Linked DNA regions of Mus musculus: region 2 is linked to region 1. The links are chromatin contacts, called in public HiChIP or PLAC-seq maps. All regions are on one chromosome and are shown on one strand. Each heading gives the region's core, a stretch centred on a gene start, on an enhancer-like site or on the middle of the called end of the contact. The rest is flanking DNA. Distances are from core to core; before and after follow the strand shown.

Region 1 (3,960 bases), core at 461-2,960:
TTCTTACTTTCAGAAAACAATTTATAATATCACCCCACAAACACAGGAGATGTATTCTAGATTGATTCTGTAAAATGAAACAGGCTTATAGATCTCTCAGAATTTCTACTTACTAAGTTCCTCATTATAAAGATTCAAAATCTGGGTAAAAGAAATGATGTTGTTATGATTCAAGTCGAAGGTCAAAGGTAAAGTTTTACACTGCCTTTTCTGTGGTCATATTCTGTTGCTTCTTCCCTCACATCATGTGACTCTTTCTTTTCTACTACAGCAGTCTTTAGAAATGTTTACATCTGAATGCTTGTTCCCACTTAATGTTAGCATAAGGGTACTAAGGCAATAAGACTGATAAAGATGGTTTCGTTCTTCTATGTGAACACACAGGTAACAACACCACTTGCTGAAAATACTCTTTTCTCATGTGTGTATTTTGGGCATCTTTGTTTAAAAAATGAGGTGGCAGTGATGGTGTAAACTTAAGTCTGGGTCTTCCGTTCTATAGTCTTTCTTTTCAGTGAACAGTACTGAAGGAAGAGGCATGGGACTGCTCAAGGTGCCCAGAAAAATGAGGGTTAGATGATCAGCAATAATATTTATGGCCCCACCTATAAGGCTTAGGGAATACTGCTGAAGAGGAAGTAGAAAGAGCTAGAGGATAGGGAGAAGGGCTAGGGAATGCATCTGCTGGGCATGAAATGGCTATTCCAGTCATGAGCCCAATGCAACTGTACTTGTCTACATAGACGCTACTGGAGAACCAGCCCGACCTCAGTACTTAAGAGCAGTGTCTGCTTCTGCAGAGGTCCTATGTTCATTTCTCAGCATCCACATTGATGGCTCACAACCACTGTAACCCCCCCCTCCAAGGACACAGTGCCCTTTCTTGGCCTCCTTGGACACTGTGCTCACATGCATATACCTACACCCAGACATAGACATATAACAGCAATTCTAATATAATAAAAACTTACTCTTAAAAAGCAGAATAGAGCCAGGCAGTGGTGGCACATGCCTTTAATCCCAGCACTTGGGAGGCAGAGACAGGCGGGTTTCCGAGTTCGAGGCCAGCCTGGTCTACAGAGTGAGTTCCAGGACAGCCAGGACTACACAGAAAAACCCTGTCTTGGGGAAGAAAAAAAAAGCAGAGCAGAATGGACCTGTTTACAGCTAACCATAGATGGAGAAGCTTCATCTCCTTCATCTCCACTGTTGGTTCCTAACTGCTGACCTAGTGGCTACTGATGAATTGTGGGAAACCAGGCATTACTACTGTCAATTACATAAGCACTCGTGAGTCAGCCACGCTCCAGTGGAGAGTTCAAACTCTACATGGGTAGCCCTGGGTAAACTGATTGGGTCTCAAAACTAAAGCAGATAAATATGGTAAATATGGAAAGGGGACTTTAGGGTAGGAGAGAGGGTTAAAGGGGGTGGGAGGAACATGAGCAGAGCTTTGGGGCAAGAGGAGCCTGAATGTGTAGGATCCCTGTATGAATATGTCTGAGGAGACATTCAATAGTCAGTTTTTTAAAACAGGAGAAATATGAAAGAAAAAGTAAACACAAATAAGTCACAAAGTACCAAATCCAACTGCCCTGAAAAAAAAAACAACTTATGAATTTCCAGTTTTTAAAAGAATCTCAAGTCAGTGGTTATAGGTCCCCATTGCTTTGCTCAGTGTCTAGAACTGTGCCCCACAGAGTCAGGATGCAATGAACAGCTGCCGTTGGCTGGAGTTGCTTTGGTGGGAATTAAGGTCACTTTCGTTTGAGTCACATGCTATGTCTAATTTTTCTGTCATTCTGTAATAGATGTAAGTACAGCCTCATCCCAATAACAAATGCCTTTGCATTTGGCAGCACTTTGACATGCCTCATGATATTGTGGCTTCTGAAGATGGGACTGTGTACATTGGCGACGCACACACAAACACCGTGTGGAAGTTCACCCTCACTGAAAGCAGGCTGGGTTTGTTTTTCATTTGTTCATTTTTATAGTACTTCTGACTGTAATTTCCATCTGTTTTATTGTTTAAAATGGGAAACAAAAACATTTGCTTTTGAATAGGAAACAGGGATATAAGGGGTTTGGGTTTGGGGTTCAGCACGTGTCTGGCATCTTCAGCTTTCTATTCCTTGTACTACAAAGGACGAGAAATGAAGAGCGATGAGAGGAGGAGGAGGAGGAAGGGATGGGGTCCTTATTTGGTATCCAATTCAGGGATTCAATAAGGTTTGAAATGTGGAGAGAGAGGGGTTTTGTTTTTTGGTTTGTTTTTTTTTTTTTTGTTTTGGTTTGGTTTTTTCTTTTTTCATTTTCCTGGCAGTCATTGCCTTGTTTCCAGAGACACTCCACAGGAAATTTTTGATGTGTGAAGTAATGTCTGTTACATTAAAAGCCAGTGTTAATTCCAGCTTGGTTACAGAAGGAAGAGACAGCTTTGACAAAGCAGAGGTTGGCTTGTTGCCACGAGCTATCACCCCATGTGGCTCTCTGTAGCACTGAGCTTCAAGGGACAACAGCATCCTTCCCTGACACTTAGGGCTCAGCTTTCCTCCAGATACTGAGTTGCTGTATTTTTATTTAACTCAGAACATAAAGAACACATTTGCTCCATCAGAACCTAGCCAGTTAGTGTAAAATTGTTAGGTTTTAGAGTTGGGGGTGGGGAAGGAGAGTCAAGGGAACACTGGAATAGCTTACTTCCTGTTAGGTCTATAGAGCTGTTTCAAGGGGACATTGAGCTGGATTATTGAGAAGTAAGGCATCTGTTAGAAAAGTTATTAACGTCACAGATAGACAGAGGAGAGGAATTGTGTGACAGAGATGCTATGAGAGTTCAGGATGAAGCACCAGAGATAGACAGAATGGTGTGGTCTCAGAAGAAGAAGCAGAGCTCTTGAGGCAGAAGTGGGATCTGTTCTTATGGCTCCCTAGAGAAGGGTGAGGTTTCACAACAGAAGTCCCTCAGCCGCGCTCTCTGAATCCCAGGCAAGAGATAGAGAAAAGGGTTGGGAGCAAGTTAGATGGCCAAGATCCATTTTAATGTTAACTTACTTCACAAATGAGAAAGGGCCCCAGGATGTCTGATAGCCAGGGGATCATTGTGTCTCAGCAGGGTACCCGATAGTATCTGGCAGAGGAAATTGCTGCAGATATTGTGGCCTGAGCTGGATGCTGGCGCTGTATTTTTGCAAGAATGTTCGAATTCTTTCATTTCAATGTGCACATCATTAAAACTATGCTAGCATAGTCCCTGGTTTCAAGCTATAAATCAAAACATTCTTTATCTGAAGTTCAGTGAACGTTTACTTGGCCAAAAATATCCAATATCCAGAAATGCTTTTTAAGTATTTTGGAGTCTAAGCAACAGGAGATAGTTGTAATTAGTAAAGGATTTGGGGATGATAGATTTGTGGTATCTAAAGCTGCAGCAAATAGTTTTATTAGGTAAAGAGTTAATAAGGACATGAAAACTTGATTAATAAATTATGTCAATAACAGCATAAATTCACGTCCTAACAAGAAAAGGAAACAAATTGTTAGAAGAAAAGTAAAATTAAGACTATGAACTTCAATCAAATATAATGTACATTTTACGTCTCAATTTGGCCAATGCTGTATTCAGTAACTTTTGAGCTTTGAATTAATTAATCTTTGAGTGACTTTTAGTATTCTGAGATAAGAACCCAATTAGCATAGTGCACATAGATTCAACCATTTGGTGTCTTGGCAGATGTGACAAAACTGTTCATCAGGAAAAACCATATTCTGCTCACGATTTCAGAGGGTTCAATCCTTGATTGTTTACAAAGAAAGTCACAGCAGCAGTGTCATGTGGTACAAGGGAGCTTATGACCAAGAAGCAGAAAAGGGGGATAGAAGGACATGGGCCACATGAAAGCACAGCCCTGTGTCTTCCAAGGCCCTGCCACCTATTTCTCACACTCCAATAGAGCT
Region 2 (4,109 bases), core at 595-3,094, 260 kb before region 1:
CACGGCAACAGAACACCCAAACCAAACTAGGACACCAGAACTGAGTTTGCATTCTGAAACCCTAAACTGTCCACCAGGAGCTTGAGGGTATGAGACAAGAGTATAGTTAGACATTTTAACGATCTCTCTCTCTCTCTCTCTCTCTCTCTCTCTCTCTCTCTCTCTCTCTTTCACACACACACACACACACACACACACACACACACACACACACACACACACCTGTGAACAAGAAATTTTCTTGGGATCAGAAGGTATTGTATTAAAAAAAAAAAAAAGTCCACTACAGCCTGAGAACACTAAATCAAGTTTTCTTCTCTCACAAAAAATTAACCATTTGTTTATTTGTTTGTATTGGAGAAGGCACATATATCTATGAATGTGCATACAGAGAGCACAGAAGAGTGGCTATCTCAATGACACCTTGCTTCAAAAAGGGTTTTAAGAGCTTGTTTCATTTAGACCAGGGTAAAGAAATGACTTAGGAGCAATGCCAAAGATCAGCCCTAGTGTGTGTCGCCCTCATCAGTAAACTGAATCTGTTTCTGACGTCTTTTTATGACATTTAGTTTCTACAAAGAATTTCTTATCTCTACCTGAGAACCTAGGGTCAAAGGCTTTCCCTGGAATTTGGGTTGAGAAATAAAAGCTCAGACTGGCCTGGTCAACCTGATTTATCTCTGGCTCACCACTGCTGCCTGATAAGCTGTGATAGTCACTGAAGTAGTTTCCCTATGGAGAAATGGATTTTCTTTCTGGGAATTCCCCTGTGGCTTGAGAGCATAGCCTCCTTCACCCTAGCTCCCCCTTTCCACTGCATTTTCTTCATCTCATTCCAGGGACTTCTTCCACATCTTCAGTGACCTTCTTCCAATATCCCCCAATCCTGCCAAACAGAACTTCATAGATGGAGGCAGAGAGGAGCTCCTTGAAAAGACCAGCACTTGGTTGCAGAGCCACAGTAGCACAGGGATCTGCTGCGACAATAAGATTAAATAAAAGATATGGTGGAACTCTGGAGAAAGAAGCAGAGGACTTTGCACAGCAAGGGCACCATGAATACTCCAAAAGTCACTACACAAGGGGAGATTTAAATACCTGTTTCTATTAAAAGCTCTTCAATTGTGTGTGTGTGTGCGTGGGGGGGGGGGTGTGCAGATAGTAACGCGCAGTGACCAAACCTCTACCACACAACACTTCTGGCTTTTACTCATCCTGTCCTATTTCTCTTGCTTTAGGGCGATGCCGGGATGGGACTGGTCTGGTTGTCTTGTGTGCCAAAGCTGAGTGCTCCTCAGAAGCAGAAAGGGACAGCAGGTGGAGGTGGGAAGTCAGGAAAGGCAAACCTCTGGTCTTGGGGTTCTGGCCAGGAAACCGCATGCAACCTGTGTGTGGTTCGAATTCAGGGACCTGGCTGCAGGAGGTGACTTCGAATGGAATTACACCTCAGCTAAGGGTTCGAAACCAGCATCTTCTCTCCGGGTGCAGACCACCTGGCAGAGCCCCAGCCCAAAGGGCGCTGAGGAGGAAGGAGGTCCCTCACCCCCTCGGGAAGCAGCCCCCTATCCAACTCAGATCTCGTCCTCTACCTCTTTCCACGCAGCTGGCGCGGTCACCGCGCGGGGCTGGCCAGAAAGGACCCGGGACTCCGCCGCGTCCCAGAGACTATCGGGCCCTGGCCTTCTCCACGCTCCCCAGAGACCTTGGGACAGTGGCCACCCTCCGACCCGCCCGGGACTCCAAGCACCCGCCGCGCGCTCCCCGGGAGCGGGGAAGCCAAAGCCGGGCTCTGAGGGCTGGAGGCGGAGCCGAGGCGGGAGCCGCCCCGGGGGAGGGAGCGGGCGGTCCCGGAGCCCAGCGCGCGGCCCGGGAAGGAAGGAGGCCAGCAGCGGCCGCGGCCGCGTGCTCAGCCTGTCCCCGCCCTGGGACCCGGAGCCTCCAACTAACTCCGCCCGCCGCCCGCGGGCTCCCGCTTCCGTCCCGGGAAGAGCCTGCGGCCGCGCAGGTTAGTGTGGCCGGCGCCGGGCGCGGCGGGGAGAGGGTCGGGCGCGGGGCGGGGCGCGGAAGTTGGGCAGAGGCGGGGCGGGGAGCGGGCTGCTGGTCCCTTGGCTTCCTGGCGCAGGGACCCGGTGGGTTTCCTCCGGCGCGGCCGGGGTCCTGGCATCCGGCGTCCGAGCCTTCCTGGCATTCCCAAGTGCTGGGGTTGTCAGCACCACCGCGTTCTTCACCGGTGCTGTGCCCACTGTGGCACTTTAACTGCGCCCTCGCCTTTCTGGGCGCGTTTGTTCATTCGCCTTGGGTTTTTTGTGCCCCCCTTTTGGACAACTCTAAGTGGCGGTTGCGAAGCCCCGCGGGACCCCGAGTGGATCCTTAGGACTAGTTTGAGCGTTAGTAGGGGCCGCGCAGATTGACAGCTACGGACGTGGAATACCGACTGAGGCGCTTGAAGTGCTGGCAAGTGCCTGGAAGCATGGAAATTCCCCATCCTCATCGCCAGCCCAGCTCTGCTGTCTCCCCGCGGTTTTCTGCCAGCTTTAGAGTGTGTGTAATCCTCCAGGGAAGGGTGATTGCTCTGTCAGGCAGGATGGACAGTACCCACTACTTCCTATATTCACTAAATCTGGTTGGGTCACCTCATCTGTGTGGCCTTGGTACTCTCTTCCATCAGAATCTTTGTTGACCTGGACAAATACGCGTTGTTCTGTTGGCTGCTTAGAGCTTGCTGGGACGATTTTAGAGGGCTGTGTGGTGGTTTTGAGCCAAAGTCTTAGGCTGAAGCTCTGTGCTAGTGGGTCCCTGACCTGAGTTTGGTCCTAAAGCTGAGATTTGGTGACTTAAAGATGAATTTGGCCTGGAGCTCTTTAAGTCTGAGAGGGACAGCACCGCATTTTCTGGAACTGGTTAACAGAGCTGAAACTGTCCTTTATCCAGCAAACCCTATGTCTAAGCTATGGATCTCTGTTCCCATGGTTATAGAAATTCAACTACCATGAAGATCCTACTGGCCCCAGTCTTAGAGACAAGAACTTTTGCTTCAGATGTTTTGTTGTCTCTACAGTCTTGTTTCCATCCTACAAGTAAAATTAATTTGGGGGGGGGGGGACCTTCTTCTTTGTAAAGTGAATTCAGAAACTTAGTTGATAATCACAGACACAAGAGACATCGTTTAATGTCTTCTAACTACCTTATAAGGAAAACCGCCAAGAAAATCAGCTTTATACTCTGTATTAAATGGCTAAGGCCTGTCATTCTTATAGCCTAAATTTAATAGACATTTTCATGAGTCCCTGTATTATGCAATGCAAGTCTGCTGGGTGCTTTATAGAGCAAGACATGGAATATATTTCTTGCCCTTAAGGGCTTTCTAAACTAATTTAGTGACACCTATATCTTTATATGGACATCAAACATATTCTAACAGCAATACGTGGCTTGTAGAAAGTGTCAAGAAAGCTGTATATAAGCCCTTGTAGGTCATAATTTTGTGAGGCTGCCTCACAGAATGGAGTAAATACCAGGTTCACTAAGAATGTACTTTCTAAAACTAATGTCTCAAATGCCCAGGTTTCATCAAATAGACGCACATTTGGAAATAACTATTTTAGAGCAAAAGCAGCCAGTAAGACAGTGGTCCTAATGCCGGGACCCTTTAATATAGTTTCTCACATTGTGGTGACCCCAACCATAGAATTATTTTTTCTTTATAAGTTCATAACTGTGATTTTGCTAATGTTTTGAATTATAATGTGAATATCAATATTTTCCCAATGAGCTTACCCTCAAGGGGTCTCGACCCACAGGTTGAGAACCCTCACTTAAACACTGTATTATGTGGTAATCAAATACTGAAAAGCTACCATAATTTTATCCAAAACTTCAATTAACTGGGTAACCACGTTGATGTTTTTCTCCTCCTCTTGGGAAGGAAATTATAATGCCTAGAAAAATAACTAGAGAGTGGAAAATTTTGTTTTTATGAACATAACTTAAAATAACTTTATTATATTAATTTATTTATAGGGGGAGGCACAGGCACACATAGGAAATCAGAGAACATATTGTGGTAGCTAGCTCACTACTTCCTCCATGTCAGCTTAAGGTCTCACACT

What was found. HiChIP or PLAC-seq counts read pairs in DNA pulled down with a chosen protein or histone mark.
Region 2: a contact with region 1 is called in an H3K4me3 HiChIP or PLAC-seq map of embryonic forebrain, with 4 times the contacts expected there. The contact joins the promoter of Pam here to the enhancer-like site in region 1. A contact is called at or near these places in 1 of 39 promoter capture datasets (hippocampal neurons), 1 of 484 Hi-C or Micro-C datasets (stem cell-derived neural progenitor cells), 9 of 115 datasets of contacts at active chromatin or transcription factors (astrocytes, bone marrow-derived macrophages, embryonic forebrain and 6 more) and 3 of 9 other capture datasets (adipose tissue, embryonic stem cells and liver).

The regions. Positions count from the first base shown.
Region 1 is chr1:97,832,416-97,836,375 of GRCm38.p6, reverse strand. Pam (peptidylglycine alpha-amidating monooxygenase) reads left to right here. Exons shown (of 26, transcript NM_001357127.1): 22 at 1,860-1,968. Among named protein-coding and RNA genes, the nearest start is that of Gin1, 64 kb to the right of the region's middle. Within about 2 kb of position 1,710, at least 45 of the 459 cell types and tissues checked have an H3K27ac peak or open chromatin away from gene starts, as enhancers often do. A contact at or near this core is called in adipose tissue, embryonic forebrain and fibro-adipogenic progenitors, where this site is marked.
Region 2 is chr1:98,093,381-98,097,489 of GRCm38.p6, reverse strand. It overlaps Pam (peptidylglycine alpha-amidating monooxygenase), which reads left to right and starts at 1,844. Exons shown (of 26, transcript NM_001357127.1): 1 at 1,844-2,005.